7 separate regions of the Mus musculus genome follow, and regions 2, 3, 4, 5, 6 and 7 are each linked to region 1. A link is a contact called in public Hi-C, HiCAR-type, HiChIP or PLAC-seq and promoter capture Hi-C data. All regions are on one chromosome and are shown on one strand. The core of a region is the stretch at or near the end of the contact, and the rest is flanking DNA. Distances in the headings are between cores, read along the strand shown. Region 1 holds the start of Gtdc1 (glycosyltransferase-like domain containing 1). Region 2 overlaps Arhgap15 (Rho GTPase activating protein 15). Region 3 has its middle 40 kb from the start of 1700019E08Rik. Region 4 overlaps Arhgap15 (Rho GTPase activating protein 15). Region 5 overlaps Arhgap15 (Rho GTPase activating protein 15). Region 6 has its middle 33 kb from the start of Gm30848. Region 7 overlaps Arhgap15 (Rho GTPase activating protein 15).

The links. Promoter capture Hi-C pulls out the DNA fragments that hold promoters and counts their contacts. Hi-C and Micro-C count contacts between places; a contact is called where the count stands out from the background. HiCAR-type assays count read pairs that join an accessible place to other places. HiChIP or PLAC-seq counts read pairs in DNA pulled down with a chosen protein or histone mark.
Region 2: a contact with region 1 is called in a Hi-C map of the C2C12 cell line, with 2.7 times the contacts expected there. The contact joins the enhancer-like site here to the promoter of Gtdc1 in region 1. A contact is called at or near these places in 5 of 39 promoter capture datasets (the 3T3-L1 cell line, 3T3-L1-derived adipocytes, embryonic stem cells and 1 more) and 7 of 484 Hi-C or Micro-C datasets (the 3T3-L1 cell line, 3T3-L1-derived adipocytes, the C2C12 cell line and 3 more).
Region 3: a contact with region 1 is called in a HiCAR-type map of fibro-adipogenic progenitors, with 3 times the contacts expected there. The contact joins the enhancer-like site here to the promoter of Gtdc1 in region 1. A contact is called at or near these places in 1 of 39 promoter capture datasets (liver) and 2 of 115 datasets of contacts at active chromatin or transcription factors (bone marrow-derived macrophages and fibro-adipogenic progenitors).
Region 4: an H3K4me3 HiChIP or PLAC-seq map of neural tube shows a contact between it and region 1, with 5 times the contacts expected there. The contact joins the enhancer-like site here to the promoter of Gtdc1 in region 1. A contact is called at or near these places in 5 of 39 promoter capture datasets (the 3T3-L1 cell line, 3T3-L1-derived adipocytes, cranial neural crest and 1 more), 1 of 15 datasets of contacts at CTCF or cohesin (the NIH/3T3 cell line) and 4 of 115 datasets of contacts at active chromatin or transcription factors (astrocytes, bone marrow-derived macrophages, embryonic forebrain and 1 more).
Region 5: a contact with region 1 is called in a promoter capture Hi-C map of hippocampal neurons, with 5 times the contacts expected there. The contact joins the enhancer-like site here to the promoter of Gtdc1 in region 1. A contact is called at or near these places in 5 of 39 promoter capture datasets (the 3T3-L1 cell line, 3T3-L1-derived adipocytes, cranial neural crest and 1 more), 1 of 15 datasets of contacts at CTCF or cohesin (the NIH/3T3 cell line), 1 of 484 Hi-C or Micro-C datasets (cerebral cortex) and 2 of 115 datasets of contacts at active chromatin or transcription factors (heart atrium and neural progenitor cells).
Region 6: a contact with region 1 is called in a promoter capture Hi-C map of 3T3-L1-derived adipocytes, with 2.9 times the contacts expected there. The contact joins the enhancer-like site here to the promoter of Gtdc1 in region 1. A contact is called at or near these places in 3 of 39 promoter capture datasets (3T3-L1-derived adipocytes, hematopoietic stem and progenitor cells and liver) and 2 of 115 datasets of contacts at active chromatin or transcription factors (fibro-adipogenic progenitors and large pre-B cells).
Region 7: a Hi-C map of uterus shows a contact between it and region 1, with 5 times the contacts expected there. The contact joins the enhancer-like site here to the promoter of Gtdc1 in region 1. A contact is called at or near these places in 4 of 39 promoter capture datasets (the 3T3-L1 cell line, the HPC-7 cell line, cranial neural crest and 1 more), 1 of 15 datasets of contacts at CTCF or cohesin (the NIH/3T3 cell line), 3 of 484 Hi-C or Micro-C datasets (all in uterus) and 5 of 115 datasets of contacts at active chromatin or transcription factors (the SCID.adh cell line, acute myeloid leukemia, bone marrow-derived macrophages and 2 more).

What each region holds. Positions count from the first base shown.
Region 1 is chr2:44,925,742-44,928,605 of GRCm38.p6, forward strand. It overlaps Gtdc1 (glycosyltransferase-like domain containing 1), which reads right to left and starts at 1,495. Exons shown (of 11, transcript NM_001362987.1): 1 at 1,401-1,495.
Region 2 is chr2:44,164,462-44,167,325 of GRCm38.p6, forward strand. All of the region lies in intron 10 of Arhgap15 (Rho GTPase activating protein 15), which reads left to right. Among named protein-coding and RNA genes, the nearest start is that of Arhgap15os, 100 kb to the left of the region's middle. Within about 2 kb of position 1,485, at least 27 of the 459 cell types and tissues checked have an H3K27ac peak or open chromatin away from gene starts, as enhancers often do. A contact at or near this core is called in the C2C12 cell line and muscle stem cells, where this site is marked.
Region 3 is chr2:45,654,811-45,657,674 of GRCm38.p6, forward strand. No RefSeq gene overlaps it. Among named protein-coding and RNA genes, the nearest start is that of 1700019E08Rik, 40 kb to the right of the region's middle. Within about 2 kb of position 1,496, at least 22 of the 459 cell types and tissues checked have an H3K27ac peak or open chromatin away from gene starts, as enhancers often do. A contact at or near this core is called in fibro-adipogenic progenitors, where this site is marked.
Region 4 is chr2:44,220,953-44,223,816 of GRCm38.p6, forward strand. The region is part of intron 11 of Arhgap15 (Rho GTPase activating protein 15); the gene reads left to right. Among named protein-coding and RNA genes, the nearest start is that of Gm52508, 110 kb to the right of the region's middle. Within about 2 kb of position 1,354, at least 38 of the 459 cell types and tissues checked have an H3K27ac peak or open chromatin away from gene starts, as enhancers often do. A contact at or near this core is called in neural tube, where this site is marked.
Region 5 is chr2:44,240,858-44,243,721 of GRCm38.p6, forward strand. It overlaps Arhgap15 (Rho GTPase activating protein 15), which reads left to right. Exons shown (of 14, transcript NM_153820.3): 12 at 2,248-2,382. Among named protein-coding and RNA genes, the nearest start is that of Gm52508, 87 kb to the right of the region's middle. Within about 2 kb of position 1,439, at least 23 of the 459 cell types and tissues checked have an H3K27ac peak or open chromatin away from gene starts, as enhancers often do. A contact at or near this core is called in cerebral cortex, hippocampal neurons and neural progenitor cells, where this site is marked.
Region 6 is chr2:45,604,366-45,607,229 of GRCm38.p6, forward strand. No RefSeq gene overlaps it. Among named protein-coding and RNA genes, the nearest start is that of Gm30848, 33 kb to the left of the region's middle. Within about 2 kb of position 1,521, at least 3 of the 459 cell types and tissues checked have an H3K27ac peak or open chromatin away from gene starts, as enhancers often do. A contact at or near this core is called in 3T3-L1-derived adipocytes, where this site is marked.
Region 7 is chr2:44,271,347-44,274,210 of GRCm38.p6, forward strand. The region is part of intron 12 of Arhgap15 (Rho GTPase activating protein 15); the gene reads left to right. Among named protein-coding and RNA genes, the nearest start is that of Gm52508, 56 kb to the right of the region's middle. Within about 2 kb of position 1,520, at least 19 of the 459 cell types and tissues checked have an H3K27ac peak or open chromatin away from gene starts, as enhancers often do. A contact at or near this core is called in uterus, where this site is marked.

The DNA of each region.
Region 1 (2,864 bases), core at 245-2,744:
TCTCAGTGGGCTGGGGAGTTGGTCAAATCAGGATCAAGTTTGGTACAAGAGTGTCTATCAGAAGGGTCCATCTAGTAAATCCTTAATAAAGGCAAGTAGTTCTGTTAGTTCCTTCTAAATCTCTGGAAAATGTAAAATAGTGAAGCTGAATAACACTGCTGAGGTCCCTCACCAACAGAGAGTCCTATTAGTCTAGGATTTATAAGGTAAAACTGTCAGCATGATTTCAGAACAGAAGTAAAGACACTGTGTTGCTATAAAGTGTATTCGTAGGTATGGTTTAAGTTTGTCGGAGTATCCTGATTCAAAATGTGTTTCCCCAATCCTCAATATTAAACTGTTTCATTAAATACAGAACAAGACCCTAAGGACAACAGTGTATAATTCTTCTCAGTTGAAGCTGAGAATCTATTTCACATCAAAACCTGGAATGTACTAATGAAAATTCAGTATCTCACTGGGTATGTGGGTTCCAACATGAAACTCTTGTCACTGATAAAGCTTAAGGTAAACGGGTTAATAAGACACAATAAAATGGCTCTGTTGAGTTATACTGCCTTTTCCCCCACAGCAGTTCCTTTACCTAACCACTACAGTAAGCTTTAAAGTCAACTTCAGGGGTGCTAAGTCACGCAAGCTGGGCACAGAGGGGACGATGATCCTCAGCGTGGAGAACGATCGCCTTCAATTCACGTTTTCCATTTCCTTAACTGTGATACAGATGGGAGGGAAAATGTAAGCCCTTTCCTTTGAACTTCCCAGGGCCTCAAGGCACTAACTTTAAGAATTATTTCAAAGCTTATCCAATGAGGGGTAGTTCTACGACTGTAAAAGTTGCACGAGCCCCGCGAAGTGGGAATTGGGGTGCAGACGCTGCCTATCGCGAGATCGAGGGTTAAACTGATTTATTAATGCAACTTTGCTGTCGTTCGGTTAGTTGTAAAGACTTATTAACTCCAAGAGCCCTTCCTCGCTTTAGAAAGCCCCGTCAGGCGGGATCCTGCGGAAACATCAGGCCTATGCCGAATCCTCTAATGAGGGGCCGCGAGGTGTTGGGTCTCGCCGCCTGAGGTGGATCCCGAGTAGGAAAGCGCAGGCCAGGCCTTGCTGCGCGGGAGCCATGGCACGATGTCCCAGTGTCCGCCTGGACTCTGCCCTTCCCAAGCTCCGCGCTAGGGAAAAGCATCGCCCGGGGCCACAGCGCGGCCGGGCAGAGCAGGAGGCCGCGCGTGCGCCCGGGAAGCGCGGCCCCGGCTCCGCCCTCCTCCCCCTCCGCTCCTCGCGGCCGCCGCCCCACTGGGAACTCCGCGCGGCGCGGCCCCGCGAGGCGGGCGCCGGGAGGGAGGGGCCGCGCTCCCCGCCTCCCGCGGCCAGCGCAGCTCCCAGCCAAGGCGACTCACCTCCTCCTCCTCCTCCTCCTCTCCTCCTCCTCCTCCACGGCTCCCTCCAGGCCACCGACAGCCCAGCTGGCGACGCGCTGACGCCGAGCCCCTCCCCCGCGGCCGCCACCGAGGCCGCAGCCCCTCCCCGCTGCGGCTGCCGCGGCCTTGGGGCGCGTCAGGCGCCGGCCCCGCCCTCGCCCCGCCCCTCCCCGCCCACAAGCCTGAGGCTCCGCCCCCGGACGGCGGCCTCCACGCCTAGTCGGTGACTCAGAGGACGCGCGGTGCTGGGCGAACTCTCCACGGTGGCGCGGCTCCTCACACCTGCTCTCCGCCCACGGGCCCCGCGTACGCTTTCCAGTCAGGCCAGCGCCCCCGCCGCCCCTTCGGCTTTTCCGTACTCTCTCTCACTCCTCTGGTCGCTGCCTCCGCTCGCTCGCGCTGCGGCCTTCTCTTCCCCTGAGAGGTCTGGGGGCTGACTCACCGGCTCGCACGTTCTCAGGCAGGTGGCTAGCCGGCACCTGTAGTCCCCTTCCCTGTCCTTCCGGGCGCGCCTAAGCCTCGGGGACCCCGCAAGGCGAGTGCACACCCTCCTGCAGGTATTGGTCAGCACGCCCCGCTTTCCCCCCCCCCCCCCTCGGAATTCTTGCGGGACCTCTCCTAGCCGATGCTGGCGTTTCCTGTACTTAACTTATATGCAGCCTTTTGGCTGTCGAGACTATACGTATTACAGATGCATCTTAGAGTATTAATAATAACATATCTGCGGTCCCCACAAGAGCAGCTACAGAGCAATTAAAAGTCAGAAAGAATCCAAGAAAGTCTAAATGGTTTCTATTAAAAATAGGAATTTATCTCCCTTACATTTCTGTGAGTCTGAATTAGTGATTTCGTATTTGGGATCACGTTGTGGATTAAATGATTCATGCAAAGACAGAACATGCAACGGTAGGTCTATGCTTTTATCTGGTAACTTCATTTTTAAAGCTACAACTTGGAACAGACTGTAGTGCAGAAATGCATTAAGCATACCAAAATAACAGAGCCTGATTAGGCCTTTGGAGTTACAACCACAAGTTGCTTAAAGTTATGTGAGAAAACATTGTTATCCTTAAATTGAACAGTGAAAACGATCTTCTGTTCTAAACAAAGCCCACACTCTATGTGGACCTCCAAAGCTTAAAACCTCTGTTGACTTGAACAACAGTATCCCGAGCATTTAAAAAGCCTAATAAACCATCTGTCCATCTACTTTTACACAAATTGGGAAACACAAAAAAAGTGAATGCAGAAAGCTGAAAATGAGAATTCCAAATGGCAAATGGATCTAGTAAATCCTTTTTCACAGAATAAAATATTGGGGAAAAGCCCAAAGCCTACTATTATTCATCAATCTGGAAAAAGCCATAATTTTATACATGAATTGTATACTTAAGATCACCGGGAGTCTTTATTATTATTTTGCTGATTAAGATCTGAAGTCCA
Region 2 (2,864 bases), core at 235-2,734, 760 kb before region 1:
TCAAAAGGAAGGGAGGGAGGGAGGATGGAAGGGAAGATGGAAGGGAGGAATGGAGACAGAGAAAGAAGAGAAGCCTAGTGCTGGCAACAGAAATGGTGCCATCAGTACACTACAAATAGATTTCAAGAAGACAGAAACATAAGCAAAGGAAACACAGTTCCCAGACAACATTAATAGGCACCGTTTATTCCAGGGAAATCCCCACAGAATATCCTAATTTTGAGTCAACACATATAGTAAGCAGAAATCGGCAAAAGGTCAGAAGATAAAGCAGCTCACTGAATTATAGCATCAACTCCACTCAGGTAACACTAGTCCTCATGTGCATCTCATGCTGGGAAGGGGCCTCTGAAGACAGGGCCTTCTAAGTGGAGGGTGGTGAAGAACCAAGCTCCCTTGTGCTCTACAACAAAAGTTTTGACTTAGAAAAAAACACAACATTAAAAAAAGAAGAAGAAAAGGAAAGAAAAACATAACATGCTCTCTATACAGTTAATTCCTCAGTTGTGTAGCTGGGAGAAGTATACTCACCAACCACTGGCCCTACAGAAAGCGAGCACTCAGCTTTGAGAAAATAAAAGGTATCTGTCCAGATATAGATTATTCCTCATGTAAAATAGTTAAGGAGAAACTTGTTTCTGATTTCTGACTATTTGGAGGCTTGAGAAAATTTGCTCATAGGATAGATATCATGATGAAGAGACCCAAGCCTGCACTTGGGACATAGTTATGTTTTGTATAACATGTGGTCTGAGGGTAGGTGCATAGGTGGCATGGAACTTCACCTATGAATTCATTTGAAGCTCTATGTTGAATTTCAGGCTTTGGTACATTTCAGATTCCAGATTTTCAGATGGATGTACAACCTGTACAACAGTACACATGCCTACTGTTTAGTTAATTCTGTCTTTTAATCACAGGAGCAACTAGATAATTGAATAACAACCATAATAAAGAAATTCTATGAACAGAGGACAGGGAGCTAAGGCCATCATTTAGCCACAGAGTGCTTGTCTACCATGCACAATGGTTTCATCTGGGCTTATTCCTTAGTGCAATAAGGAAGCAGTGGAAAGGGGCAGTAGAAAAACACAGGTTTTAAGCAATAGAACAAAAACAACATGAGTCTGAAAAGTCCCAGGTGTAGAGCGTTTCTTAGAGAGATTTTGGTGCTCAATTCAATGATAATTTAAAATAAATCCTTGAGAAAGGAAAAAGACAATTTCTCCAAAATCATCCACTTGATCTCAGAGAAAGTAAAAGCCTTATGAAACTGAAACAAATATTCATGCCATCAGTTATGAAACAGAACAACAGCCGTTGTGATGAGATAATTTTTTTACAAAGTACCATTCAGAAACATTTATGGATCAAAAACAATTCTTAAACCTTGAAGGCAAGAGAGAATCACAATGGGGTGTGAGTGCTGCTGGCTCTGTCCTTGCTGAACTTGCCACATGGCTGTGACTTAAGACTAAAGGAAACCAGCCCCTCCTCCTCAGGGCCTTGCCAGCTCTGTGGCTGAACTAAGTCTACTCAGGCTTAGGCTTCTTCAGTAGAGAAAACGAGGGAACAACATTTTTAAATCCCCTGCAGCAACACCCAGCAACTTGCACCAAAGGTCAGCGTTGTTCTGAAACGTGAAATGTCAGCTGTTGAGTAAGCAAAGGATACTTCAGAGAATGTGGTTCTTCTCTTCTGAGAAATCTTTGCAATCCTCTTCATTCCGGTCTGGTTTGTTTTAAACAAAAGTGCGTTCGTTGACTTGGTCTCATCATCTTCCCAATGTATTCCTAGCACAGCAAACAAACCCCTCAGGCTGCATCCACTCATGGTATTTACTGAAAAAGAGCTCACTCTCAGAGTAATTTGTCTCAACCTTCACCAAAGCACAGTGTGGGCACCTTGAAGACACCACTCATTTAAAACTCATACCAAGTCTAACTTTGTTTCCAAAATGAGTAGTTCCCAGTCCAGCAAGGATAATGTGGTCATGAAAAGGATGTCCAAAGCCACCAATTTACATTGGTTTGGTTTGGCAAAACTTTCAAAGTTCTTAGAGTAAAAAAGGACTGACACGTGAATAACTCCAATTCAGATAATGCTCTCTCAGGATTTCAAGGTTACCATTCTGTGAGCCATTCCTGGGAGAGCTAATCAAGTCTGAACCTAGATAATTTATAACTACTGAACTTCACTGATAGGTTCCAGATTATTTTTTTAATGAAATGCTCTGCTTTCTAATATGCACTTTGTCATTTTTCTCTCGACTTACAAAACTTTAAAAGTATGATAGCAGAGGGCAGAACCCATTCAAAGGAGGAGCCACTAAGGTCGGAGATTGTTATTATTTGCAAGATAGATGATATTCATATCTCTGAATCTCAAGGGCTTAGAAGCTGTGTCATTACATCCGTACTACATCTAATATGTTTTACTTCACTCCCCCTCACTCTCTGGTTTCTAGCTGAAGCCACAAACAGTTTCTCAGCTATGACTCAGTTACCCAACCGCAGAAGTGGCACAGGTCTGAATTATCCTCTCCATCTCTATCACCAACACACCCTGCTTTTGTCCCAAAGGAAAATGGGTCATTCATTTAGGATAAGTCTGCTTTCTTTAAACACTATAGTGCATTTCATTTGTTCCCATGTAATATATATATCCAATCCACACTACTGTTTCAAATTTTTTGATTACTGAATTTTTTAAAAATTTTAAAAATTAAAAAAAAAAGTACATTTCTGCAGAAATTTCCAAAATACCAAGGCTGCAGCTTCAACTTACAAAAGCTTGGGACTCTGAGGCATTTCAGTGGTTGCAGTTCACTCTGCAGCCCAAGACAACATACACTTCAAATACAT
Region 3 (2,864 bases), core at 246-2,745, 730 kb after region 1:
TATAATCTCAAAAAATGATTTTAATAGGAAGAGGAAGAAGGCAAGCAGCCTGAGTAAGCCATATGGAAAATCCAGTAACCAGTGCTACTTCACACTTCTGCTTAAGCTGCTGCCCTTGGTGTCCTACCCTGCTCAGTTCCTGCCCTGTTTTCACTCTGTGATGGACTATTACCTTGGGAAGTTTAAGATGAAATAAACCCTTTTCCTTTGAGGATTTTTTTTTTTTTTTGGCAATGATATCTTATTCCAGCTATTGAAACCATCAAATATTTTTTCATTGGGTAAGAAACTCTAATTTTCCCTTTTATGTATTTCTTAACTTTTGCAATTGATGCTCTCAGCTCCAGCTTCTCAACTCCACTGAGGATGCAGTGGGAACACTAAGGGACACTTGGTATAAGGCAACCGAGGAGGTAAAGACAAGATGGCTTGCTCTGTCCACTGTACAGTGTCAGACAAATGTTCCCAAGTAGGCATACAGTGGTGTGAATTTTTCTTTTCATAGAAAAAAATCAACCAGGCCTTTAAAATAAGACTTTTCTAATTTTACACATTTGCAAATGATTCAATATTTTCAAGAACACATGGAAATCCAAACCTTTGAGCCTGTTTTAGCTTATGTCCATCAGGTGGTAACAGGATTGTTGTCTGCCTATTTTTGAAAGATAACTGTCTTTTTTTTTCCTGCTGATCGAGCCTGGCTTTATGGATTTTTGTCTATTGAGTCACAGGAGTGAAGAACATATGTTAGCTGATTCATATCTATTACACTTCCATATCCATCTCTATTATACCTGCACACTTCTTTTCAAGGAAACAGACAAAGGAACTGAGAAATGGTGGCTGGTAGAAGTTCAGGATTCATGATCTTAGATAATGTTTCAATTTGCTTTTTAATATGTGACAAGGAGTCAAGTGTCTTTGGCTGCCTCTAAGTAACAAAATGGCCTTGAACTCTCCATTCTTTAATCCTTCTACCCTCAAGAGTTTAAATTTCAGGTAAAGGAATTTTCCATTTATTTTCAAGGTACTAAATGAATCATTGTTTTCCATTTCATGCACTCATAATATGTGTGTGTGTGTGTGTGTGTGTGTGTGTGTGTGTGTATACAGGCTTATAGAGACACAGTGACACACACAGATAGATAGACAGACACACATACAAACATTAAGTGTGGAAAGTAACCTGATTCCTTATTATACATACACAAGGCATTTCCTGTCATTTGGCCTTTTGACATTCCCAGTATGCTCCATAGCTGATCCTGGAAGGGGATTTTATGTAGTTTAAATCACTTGAAGGAAAAATAAAAGAAAAAAAAAAAAAAAAAAAAACAGAACGGCAAGCCTGGAATCTCATTTCTTTTTTCTCTGGGGAATATCCTTGTACTAAATTGACATCAACACATGATAGAAATTGGTCACTCCCTGATATAGTCATTCAGGAATTTTTGCTATTTTAAGGCCTATTATTATTTCCAGCAGTTGCTACTTCATCATTCAGCCAAATACAGTCATCTAGAATTGCCTGACATAACAGTAGTTCTGTCATTGGCTGTAACTCCCTAGTAGTCAGACCTGCTACTTACTTCTGCCATGGTCTCAGCAAGAGCTTGTGGGTTAGGGGTCTAAGAAGAAATGCAGTCCAGTCTGTTTTCTTGTCTCTTCTTTGGCATTTTCTAGAAATCTAGGCTTGTCTGGTAATCCTGAGCAGCCTATATAAATAAAGTCAAACTGACTTTGAAGACATACCCGGCCTCATCCAGTCATAGCATCTACTTTGATGTGCTATGTGTGCACATGTGTGTGTGCATGTGTGCATGTGTTTGTGAGTGTGTGCACGTGTGGATGTGTGCAGACATGTGGCATAAGAATAATGCCAGTGAAAAACACAGAAGATGAAAGCTTTCAGACATAAGGGAAAAATATCTAGGGAAATATTCAAAAAGAAATAAGATGAGATTGTATAATAAATAAGTAAAGATGATCTATGCACAACATACATCCAGCTGCAAGCTTTCTGTTGAAATTCTGAGAATATTTCTTATCCTTAATAGAATTTCTTCAGTTTTACATGGGAATATACAATGTGGTTAGTTTTTTTTTTATCTGATTACTTATATTGTTTTTGGTCATTTATGCTGTTTCATAACAGATTTATTCCATTTTTTGGTAACATGTATCATTGTTCCTAGAAACTCCTTTGCTTTATATTCAAGGTTTGTGAATGGCTAGGGTCTCAAAACTTGGATAACTGAATATTAGTTAACTTAAACATTAATAAATTCCTAAATAGAACTTGTACAGATATATCCTTACATAGTCCTAAATTTGGCTCATTTCAGGGAATAAGTCAACAGAGGCTGTCAGGAGAAAGCACATGAGGATACACTCTGGGGAAGACTCTAAAGTGGGACTGGAAAGAGGTCACCGCAAACCATAGTTAATAATGACAAGAAGGCTATATTTGTATTTATTAAAAATAAGTTAACTACCTACATGCACAGAACTACAATTCATTTGGATATTTTAAACGATAAAGTATATGTTTTTAAAATAGAAAAGGCATATATTTGCTGATAACATTAATGAAATAAGTGTACAATTTAGGGAAAGATCAGTGTTAACAGATTTTGCTAGTTGGAAAGAAACATTTGTCGTTCTACTTGGGTGTAAAGACATACTCTATCTTTCCACAATTACAAGAATTTCTGGAACAACTGGCTGTATGCTACCACTGTAGGTAGGTTCAGACCACAGGTACTCTTTGTCCTCGAGCTCGTATTGAGACTCATGTTACAGCCTCTAAATTTCCTGAATAGTTATTCCATGCCATGTTTAGAGAGCATAGGAGCATTGGGATG
Region 4 (2,864 bases), core at 104-2,603, 700 kb before region 1:
TGTTGTGTTGTCTGTGACTGTCTACCTTAGTATGGTCCATGATTATATTTTCTTTGACCTTCTCCCTGGTACATTCCATGATTGTATTGGCTCCCATTTGTTTGGTAACTCACTAAAAATAATTTCTTAAAACATCTAGCTAATTATTTCTTCAACACCTCCATTTGATCTCTCTGTGCACTCAGCCCAAATCAGAGTAATTAAAAACGAAATGGAAAAGACACCAACAATTTATGACAATTTCTTTTTGAACCACTATATGTGAACATGAACATTCTCTCTCTCTCTCTCTTTCTCTCTCTCTCTCTCTCTCTCTCTCTCTCTCCATATATGTGCGTGTGTGTGTGTGTGTATAGTCAATTTATATGTAAAATATCTGTACCCAAACTTATAACCTATTCTGTAAAGGAATTTTCAATATTGGAAATGTTATATGATTTTGAACAAGTTAAAACTATAAACATTTCCTAGGGTGAAGCCTAAAGTTTGGACCACTCACTGTAGGCTCTGCCACAGGTGAAAACCTAAAGGGCCAGTGACCTTGTACCTTTCTTCACCTGTCCTGCCTCGCCACACAGACAGAAACCTGCCCAAACATGGTGGCTAAATGACATTATAAAGTTACTATACATGGAAATACTAAATGTTTTCAGTTTTGAAATATCTCTACAAAGCATAGCTATACACATGACTTACTTGTGACTTTACTACTTCTCAAGGACTCTGTGAGATGACTTTCTTCTGAGATTTTGACCAGATTTGCCATATCATGTTCCTAGACATGAGAGACAATTACCCCACATTTATTTGACATGACTATTCTAATTTGGCTAGAGAGTTAAGCACCACAATTCTTCTGTCTCAGGTAGCAAAGGATCGGAGAGGACACTTCAAAGATTGACCTACTTGAGAGGATTGCTTGGCAGAGGAGCCAGATTCGACTCTGTCCCTGGTGGATTTCATAACACTTATCTTTGGACTCAGAACACTTGCCAAAGAAATTTTCCTTCCTTGAGCAAGTACCTCTGATAAGTTGTGGTCTCAGGAGTTTACAAACATCTATGCATTATCAAAAGCTCTGTGAATTATTGCTCATCTAAATACCAGCTATCTGGACTTTTGTTTCAGATTGCTTTTTCATCTTTAGTTGCTCGCATTTCCTGTTGTGACCTTTGCGTTTCAGAGAAAAACAAGTGAGGGGGGGAGAGAGAGAGAGAGAGAGAGAGAGAGAGAGAGAGAGAGAGAGAGAGAGAGAGAGAATCTTTTATTGTGACAGAGGTCCTAAGTTGGCCAGTAAATTTGCCACGCACTCTTGGAATGCTGTTTTGCAGTTTCAAAAGTGGCCATACCCAGCTTCCCGGAATTTCTTTTCTGCCTGGAGGACACCACTGGAACAAGGAGAGCCTTGTTAACAAGTTGCAATGTCTCTCGCAAACAAAACAGGATTTGGATATAAATCATCGTTTCAGCTCAAAGAACTATGTTCTCCACCCCACTGAAGGGCTTCATTTACATCTAAAATAGTTACTACTGATCTCCAGCAGAACTCCTAAGTGGAGGAATGCAGCTGTCATGTGCTTAGTGACTCCAAGGTTAGGGAAGAAAGGCATTGCTAGCTTTAAGCACGTTATCACACTGACAGAGAGGCACCTTGTGTTCTCGGTGGATAGAGTGAGGATTGTGCTCTGTCCTGTTTCTTTCTTTCTTTTTTTTTTTTTTCTTTTAAAGAATACCTTTCCCCCTCCTTTCTCCCCAGCTGCAAAATGAAGGGTTGAAAATGTCACTTCAACTAATGATGAATGATGCTTGACCTCTGGATGGGTTACTCTGCATTTTATGCAATTCTCAATTAATATGAAAGATCCCAACTCAAAGGACTCGGGCCATTGGGGAGGGTTTCAAGAATGGATTTGTGTGACCAGTCAGTAGCTTGGAGGTTTTCTGGTTTGGTTTTTATTCTGTCTTTGTGGAGTGGTTTACTTTATAAGCAAGGTAAAGGACAGAGTCTGCTGATTTATTTTAATATGTGTTCTCCTGTGAGATTAATATCTTTTCTTCCTAGAAATATTGTCAGTAAGCAGAGGCAGTTTGCAGGAAAAAAAAAATCTCAAAAGGGCAACTGGCCAACATGTCTTTGTTGTTTGTATTTGAATATAATTAATTATGTAAAGCAATAGTTAGTGGAAGATTAACAATTAGTAGATTCTGTCAAGTAGTCACATGGAAATTACTAACTAATTGAGCGACTGGTCCTCTATTGTGTCAGAAACCAATGCTGAGTGTCGTTCTTTTCATCTTCTTACTTTGTTGTTTTCACAGATCTCCTTTTTTTCTAAGATGCGCGTTTCACAGCAGACTAATAAATAAATAACCCTGCTTGTGATTTCATAACAGACAAAGGGGTTTGAAATTTAAAAAACAAAAAACACCTGTTTTAATTGGCATGATGGTTTGTTCACTTTTTTAAAAAAGTGATAATCCTGACGCACCGAACTGACATTTCTGCAGCTTTGAATTTCCATCTGCATCTTATATTATGATGCTTCTGGATTGTCATGAGTTAATTATGTTAACTTGGGAAGCACTGCTTGCATTCCAAATGAAAAACTTCAGCTTGAATAGACAGAAAAGCAGATGCTATCTTTCTTGTCAATTGCTTTGTTGTGAGCTGCTTTGCAACTTTTCGTGTATTTCTGGATCTAAAGGGAAGTGTAAATCTATTTATTTTAAGTTTTACATAAACTACACAATTTCAATATTCTGTTTGGGCTGTATGTGTCTAGTGTATCTTTACATGTGTAGCTTTCCTGCCCCCCTAGCTCCCCCCCAACACACACAAATTCAGCAATCCACAGTCAAATTAT
Region 5 (2,864 bases), core at 189-2,688, 680 kb before region 1:
AGTTTCGGAGTTGTGTGCTTGTGTTTGCCTATGCGCTCGTGAGTGCATGCGTGCGTGTGTGTGTGTGTGTGTGTGTGTGTGTGTGTGTGTGCGCGTGTGTGTGTGTGTGTGTGTGTTTAGGTTTCCACTTAAAGTTCAGTGCCAAAGCTACAGTACTGATACATTTTCTAAATGTGTTTTAAGCAATAAGTTGTACAACATTTTTAGAACATGTGTTAAACTATTTCTCTAAGAATGAAGCTCTTAACAAAACATAAGCACTCTGCATGAGATCTTAGCAGCGAAGTGCTTAAAAGATAAAGTAAGAATTGGTACCATGGGAAGAACACCAGCTGTAGAGCGCACAGGTCCATTATGAGAAGTATGGTAGTGGGTAGGGAGAAAATGATTTAATCAGGAGTAAAACCAATTTTATTATAAGGGCACGCAGGGGGTGTGGCGCCATAGGGAGAGGGACATTTCAAAATATCTGACAGATTTCAACAATGTGAAAACCTCGTTCTTTAAAGTGACAGTAAACCCCATCAGGTCTCCCTTTTTGATGCTATTGTTAACAGTTGACTGTTTAAAGCTGGCCTGCTAAGATGCTGTCGGCCTATTTCAATAGTGCACAGCCAAAGAAAAGACTAATTGTTGAAACACAATCAATCAAAATGATTGCAGGGCAGGGAGAAGGTCTCCTCTGATGATTTTGTTGGGAGTCATATTAGTGTGTTATGATTGAAAGGAAGAGGGAGAGAACCCTGGGGCATAAACGGGCCCACCTCATCCCCCTTTCACAGACAAACTACTGAGCGGCAACTTAACATACAAACACCGAAAATAATAGTCCACTCGAAAAAAATAAATCTGATAGTGGTGTGGGCTAATATTTTTAAAAGGATATGAACACTATTAGCAAAACAGTTCCTGCAGAGAATCCCCCACGGTGACACTTCTCAGCTTCCCTTACTTCTCTCCCCCCACCCCCACTTTGGTGCAAACTGCTCCTAGACACTCATAGAGCTCACACTGCGGGAGGGGGGCTTGTGACTATGAGCTCAGACAGCATCAAAACAGAGAAAAAGTTCCAGTTAGCCAAATACCTATAAGCTCTTACAAGAATTTTCAATTAACTGTATTGTAACTGATAACTTTGTGCTTCCTTAAGTCCAAAATCAAAAATCACTTCTATGTTGCTTATTTTATAGATGAGCAGAAATGCCATAGTAACTTGCATCCTCTTAATTATATGTAAAGATGCCACTTCTAGACAACAATCATCCCTTGTGTCTGAGAATGATCTCAGATCTCCCTACTGACAGTCAACGGATCCTGAGAGGCACCTAGCACACTCGCTTGCTACTGAGCATTCATGTTGGCATCAAAGTTCTTTAGTGTGTCGCTGTGGCAACTCACTCAGGCTTCCCAAGCAAATATTTTTGTTACTTCCAAAGAGTTGGTTAGCATTTGTGGTTTGTTATCATTTTGGCAGCTTTGCATAGCCTGCATAGGCCAACAGGGGTCTGTCTAATATTGTTGCTGGGCACATTTTTCTCACTGAGATGAAAACTGAAGAAAAATATTTCTGAAGCAGTAAGAAGGAATTAATTTACTTTCTCCTCCATATTCTATTCCTTGCTGACTTTACATTCAGGAGAAGAGAGAGAGAGAGAGAGAGAGAGAGAGAGAGAGAGAGAGAGAGAGAGAGGGAGAGAGAGAGAGTCAAACCGAGAGAGAGAGAGACAGAAAGAGAAAGAAAAATAAAATTGTTAGCCATTATTCCCTTGTACATAGCAAGGCTAACACATGTAAAGCAATAACTCGTTTTCTATTGCCATGTTTAGCATATGTCTCCTGTTGGCTCAGCAAGGCCTTCAGGCCTGTCCCTTGAGCCAGCCATCGCTGGCAACTCTTAGCCCCTCGGCCTCAAAACCAAATAGCTTTGAATCATGTTGCGCTGTGATGCTAATTTTCATACTGATGCATTATGGGAATAACCGTATCTGACATACTGTGTCAATGGTACTGTCTCTTTGTGTCCCTTGTTTTTTGTTAGCTGCATTCCTACAGATGGTATTCCATTGAAAATGTTCCCTTCCTACAGAAAACGGGAAGAAAAAAAAATTCATGCACAGCACCAAACCTCTAGGTGCAGAAGGCTGTTAACGGTTGCTGATGATAGTAGGCAAACATTAACATAATAATTAGTGTCTTGTAATTGTTTCATTAAAACCAGTTGTTCCATTTCTCCTCGTGTTTTCCCAGAAGAGAAGCTGAATTTGGATGACAGCCAGTGGGAGGACATCCACGTCGTCACCGGAGCACTGAAGATGTTTTTCCGGGAGCTGTCTGAACCGCTCTTCCCTTACAGTTTCTTTGAGCGGTTTGTGGAGGCGATCAGTAAGTATACCCCATAAAGAAGCCGGGTGTGGTGAAATTATTTACAATAGTGAGATCAATACCGATCGTGACCACAGAGAACAGAATATGTGCCCCGTGCTCGTATCTGTAGCCTTAGGTTTTGTCATTTTGGGTGGTTTGTTTTATTCTCACCCTGCAATATTATTTGAGCTTTAAAACCAAAATTATTCAGACCAAAGGGAGAGAGAGAGAGAGAGAGAGAGAGAGAGAGAGAGAGAGAGAGAGATCTATTTAAGGCCACCAAATTTAAGCTTTCTCAAATGAAAATAGCTTCTCTTGCAATCTGGTTTATAGGGTCAACGCGTGTACTCCCAGTCCCTGCCTTGATATTTTCAGAATTGCACTGTTTGCAGACAAAGAGATCTTGCAAGGGAACCTAAATATATTAAATATTGTGTTTCATTAAATATGTGTTAAATCATCAGTTCCATCTCTTGGCTCCCTCAGTTGTTCCCTCACCA
Region 6 (2,864 bases), core at 271-2,770, 680 kb after region 1:
TTGTTTTTTTTTTTTTTTTTTTTAGTTTGGCATAAATAAAAGTCATTAGTATTCGTGCTTTTGTTGTTACACTGATGCATGTAGCAAGAACATTTCTCAGCATGCTGGAGTAGACTTCAGCTTTCTTCCATGATCCATGTCTAGTAAAAATACTGTTCACACTGTAAAAATAAAGTTGAGCTTAGAAGAATGATGTGACAAAGACTGTGAATCGTGTTAACTGAACCACAAGCATTATAGTGCATTAAGAAGATAGTTTACCTGGTTTTATTTGAGCCTCATTGGATCACACAGATCCTCTGGATAAGGTCCTGAAAATGTTGTTTTTAATGACCCCACTCCTTACCAGTGCAGGGGCAGGCACATCCTTCTAGGTGAGATCTGGAAGGGACTGGTTATAAGCATAAGAGTGTAGGGGATGCAGAATGACACTGCTTGATGACACAAGAGTTTGCTAATCCTTCATCTGTCTTTTTCAAGGACATACACAGTTTATAGTCTCATCAAAATATTGCTGCTTGTCTTAGATCTTATTTTTATATGTTGTAAAACTTTAACATACCCAAAAGATTGAAAGCTACATTCAGATTGAAATCAGAGTGAATAAATGGGACTTAATCCCACAGTCAGAAAGTTAGGATGCTGTGAAGGAGTCATTCTGCTTCATCCTAACGTCGGTGCTGTCCACATTTCGCACTTGGCTTTTATTTTATTTACATTGCTCTTTCTATTTTAACATTACATCATGAACTTTAAACAACTACTGGAGGATTTTAAAAATGGTTTTAATAACTGTTATATTTATTATTTCTGCATTCATTAACTCAGAAATTACTTCAACATTAATTTAGTAATGAACTCACTGTTTACCTACATGCTACTGAAGTAATTATAATCTATTCCTTTCTATGATTTTATCAGTGCCTTTTCTCTAGCTATCTGGAAAATAATAGTGAAAAGTTTAAACAAGAAACATATTCTAAGTGTAATGATCCCTTATTTAGTTTTATATACACAAATGGTTTCTCATATATATATATATATATATATATATATATATATATATATATATATATATATATATGCATATAATAAAAACTAGTGAGAAGGGGGGCCATGAATTTGAAAATGATCAAAGAGGCATATATGAGAGATTCTGGAGGGAGGAAAAGGGCACTAAAGTGACATAACTGTAGTATCTCAAAATTTAAAAAATTAAAAAGAGACTGTAATTTAACAAAGACAAGCAGATTTTAATTTATCCTAAATCCCTAATGTTTATGATTTATTCTGTGTCTTTTGCATTGTCTGAGCCTTATTTTATAAGTTTATGCTGTATTTGGGCTGAAGTTTTTATGACTGTGACCAGTTACCAGTGGCATTTGTGTTAACCCAAAAGAAAAGAATGAAGTGCTCAGGGCTTGAGATCATTCATCTGGATTTTCAGCTCTCTTCATGTGAGGATTTGTGAGCCCAGCAAAGAGAAAGAGTTAAGCCTATTCTCCTAGTTGGCACAAACTTTGTAGTTTAAAATTACATACTGACTCTGGTGTAGAGACACAAGAAATTATAGAGCAGACACTGTCCAGGACAACGTATAATTTAAAATGTACTAAAGAATGTATACTGCATGGCAAAGTAAGTGAAGTGCTTCTTCAAATCTAAGTGTTTTGCATAGAAAGGCAGTAATTATCCACTCCTAGAGAAATGTTTGCATTCATTCTAAATCAATATTTACTATTCATTTCTTGTGCTCAACAAAACAGGGATTTAACTTTTTTTAATTTTAATGAAGCACTAAGACTACAATATTTCTACAATGTAATTGTCTTGATATGAAATATTGCTAAATGGTGTTGCTATTTCGAGAACGAGCAGTGTGAAATGGAAGGGCAATCCTATTTGTGAAATGTTACTTTGGGAACATTCAATTCAAACTCAGCCAAGCAGGGCAACCCACCAGTTTTTTGAGATAACTTAAGCTGTCTCCTCCATAAGGCCCTTAACTAGGATCATGCAGATGAGTCTTTGCCTTTCTATTTCCTCCTTTCTCTTAATACATACTTCTTAATAAGAATTTGGTTTCAAGTCAACTGTTCCTCCTTCAGTCTCTGTTTTCTCCCTCTCCCTCCCACCTCTCCCACCCCTCCCTCTCTCTCCTTGGAACTCTCTCCTTCTCTCTCTCTCTCTCTCTCTCTCTCTCTCTCTCTCTCTCTCTCTCAAAACTATACTATAATGTTTTCCCCCTAAAAGAACAGACCCCCTTTATCCTCCAAATTCTCCACCACAGTTTAATTCAAAGGAGTTTCCAGGAAGACAGAATGGAAGAGAAGAAAACAGAAGGCATGCACACTGTACATTTCCAGTAATTTTTAAAATTTATGGAGCGTGCCATCTGACCACTGTGTGACTTTTCCTTAGGAATGACTACTCACTTTTTAAAGGAGAGACTACAGAGAGAATTGCAGAATATAACACCAAGTTCCATCATAACCCAGAAGCTTTTCTTTGAGAGCAAAAGCTGGAATAGTTTTTGTCAAGTTTTGTGTCAGAATATAACCTACATCCATTATACCCATTTCATTAAATGCTCTGTAAATTCTTTTCCTTCTTCCTTAGAGTTCTGCTCCTATACTGGGAAGAGCTCAGAACTCAAGGTTCTCTGTTATTCTTTCTCTTTTTATTCATGCAGTTATTATTGGGGTAGTTTATTTTCAAATGGATATTTCTCTGAAATTGTCAACATATTCACGATATTTTTCAGATTTTAGAGTGACTGCCTCATTTGATACTAAAATTTCACCAGTGCAATGTTTTTTTTCTGATTAATACATTCTATTATCTCCTAATGTCATTTTTAATGT
Region 7 (2,864 bases), core at 270-2,769, 650 kb before region 1:
ATTCAGCTACATCCCCGACATTTGTTCTTTCAAATACCGAGTCTCTCACGCTAAACTTTTGCAAAAATGTTTAAAACTCCACTGTTTTCATTTGTTCGTGAGGACACTGAAGGAAAACAATTTGTCCAACATGTCTGAGGGAGCTACGATCAGTGCTGGAACTCGGCAACGTGTGCTGACTGTGTTTTGAATAACTTCTTAAGAAAGCATTAAAGGGGAAAAGAGAGACAAGACAGACAGTCCCCAGTGCTGTTCTCCGAGGATTCACAGCCCAGCAAAGGAATGGGCAGGGTACCGAGGGCTATGAGAGAAGTGGGGGTAAGAACATGTGGGGCCCCCTGTGTTGGGAACAAGGCTCATGATGGAGCTGTTCTGTGTGAAAGAAGGTAGTTGGCAAAAGGAAAAAAGAAGTCCATGATCCGACCTGTTGCATATGCTAAAAGCTGGCTTTCTTCTTCTTTTTTACTTGAAGCCACTTATTAGCAGGGCCTGTCTCAGTTGGAGGCCCTGCCTTTTTGCTTACAGACTGTCTGACGCCTTTATAAAGTGGGCCACTGCATTGTTGATTACTACACACCAGGGTGGTCTGCGAGCCGCTGTTTTCTGCCATCCCACAGTGAGACAGCATCTTCTGAAGTTCTAGTCTCATATGTCCTTAGAGAATGGTTTGTGTTTCCTAAGCAGCTTAACTCTGGATGATTTACATGTGACATTTTAAACTCTGGTTGTGTAATGCCTGGTCTGGGAATTATATACGCTGGGAACAATTTTTCAGGTCTGTATATGACAACTAGCTATACTTTGCGTTGTCTATCCGGGAGACTGGAGGAGGAAGACACTCACCCGCTGGATCGCAGGGGAATCTGAAACCTGTGTGTCTACTGCAGAGTAGCATAATGTAATAGACACGCCGGCCACACACTGAAGTTTCATATTCACACAGTTATTGGTCAATCCAAATTAGATTCCTTTGACTTCGACTAGAAAGGGAAAAGGAAAGAGATTGGCACAAGATAAAAAGTAATCAGTTTCCTCAGGCTGAGTTCATTTTCTCCCACCTACTCTTTTGCTACTCTTCTCCCTCTGTGCCCCCCCCCGCCCCCCCCCCCGCCCCAAGTAAAACTTTATATCTTGGATGTCGGAATTTGTCTAGCGACTTCTTAAAACTTCAAAACCAGATTCAATCTGTAAAAGAAAACACGGTATTTGAATTCACCTTCAGGAATGTTAAGAGGAAAAAAAATCACAAGGTGGAAAAAAAAAAAAAAATAATCAATGCTAGCGTGCTAACGAACCAAGCTAGCCCAGATTTGAACAGCTAGAGTATGTTACAGTACAGCATATACAATCCACGTGGTGGTTGTAACACACGTGTGTGTAGATGTGTAAAAGAGGAAATTAGCTTCCACTTGACGAGATGGGAAACCTCAGTTCTTATTTTAAAGCAATCAGTTGAGCACGGCTAATGAGGAGATCACCCAAGAGTTTTTAAGAGAGACAGACAGCGGCTCTCTGCTGAGGGTATACTTAGAACCGGCTCCCATCGCAGTGCTGACTGAGGGATAACAGGAGGAACGCGTTTAAAGACCCGGTTGTTCCGTTCATTCTGCAAAAACACATTCTTCTCCAATTACACCAAATTATTATAGTTATTTTATGTGGTACTGCAGTGCTGCCTGTATGTGAATCATTGAGTTATAAACAAAGAAGGCGTTCCAAGCCGTAACTATAAGAGGACAAGCCAGGGAGAAATCATTTGGGGAAAACAATCCATCTTTAATTCTGCTCTTATTCTGTCCGTCAGAACTCTTTTATCTCAGTTTGCTAATGTACATCATATTTGTGTCATGTTAACTTTTAATAAAGTTGCCAAATAACTGGTGATATCAAGCATAGCCATCCAAGATTTGCACTGTACTTTTTTTTTTTTTTTTATGTAAGGTATAACTCTCTCTTGAAAGACTAACCATGCCCAACGGTTCTCATTGATGTAAAAGGGGGAAAATGGGTCCCATGTTTTCATGCACACATCCCTCTTCATTATCTGTGTGTGGGGGGGGGTCACTGTTTTCAAAATAGTTATATGAATCTACAGCCCAAGAAGACTATGCATTAATCCTCAAAATATCCCTCCACTCAGAGGATTGGTGCTCCAAAACCTACATGGTTCCCTGCATGTATAATTAAACTACATGGTTCCCTACTCATATTGTTAAACTCTATAGGAGTCTTCTACATCTGCATAAGGCTAGACACTTACAGTATTTGAGGCTCTGTAACAAAAGGACAAAAAAAAAATCTACATTTTGCCCTACTACTTAGATGGCTTCCTGTCTCTTGATTTCTTTATTTGAGCTTCTTCTATGCCTTACTTAAGAGTTATTGTGAAATATCCATAGAATGCAGAAACTGTCCTAATAATTTATAGGCATGTGCAGAAAAATGTAAATGTTGAAATTTAAAGGGCATATCCTAATAGTTTAAATGCAGGGTTAAGAAAAGCTTATGTGTGAAAAGCCTATTTTTCTTTTACATTTAATTAACAAATATGCTGGATTTGGTGATATATACATATAAATCCCAGCACTTGAGAAGCAGAGAAAGGTGAATATTTTGTGAGTTCAAGGCCACTTTGGTACACAGGGCGAGTTTCATACCAGTCAGAACTACACAGTGAGACCTTGTTTCAGAAAAGAAAAAAAAAAGCTTTTCTCCATTCAGGAGACTTCATGGTTCTTTGAAAGTGATGTAGTAGGTGTTTTTATGTCAAGCATGAAAGTCTCCCATCTAGTTTCTCCTGTCAGAACCTGAGAATCAGGCTCTGGGCATGAGGATGTTTTGTGTAATTGTATTTTGTGTCCTTG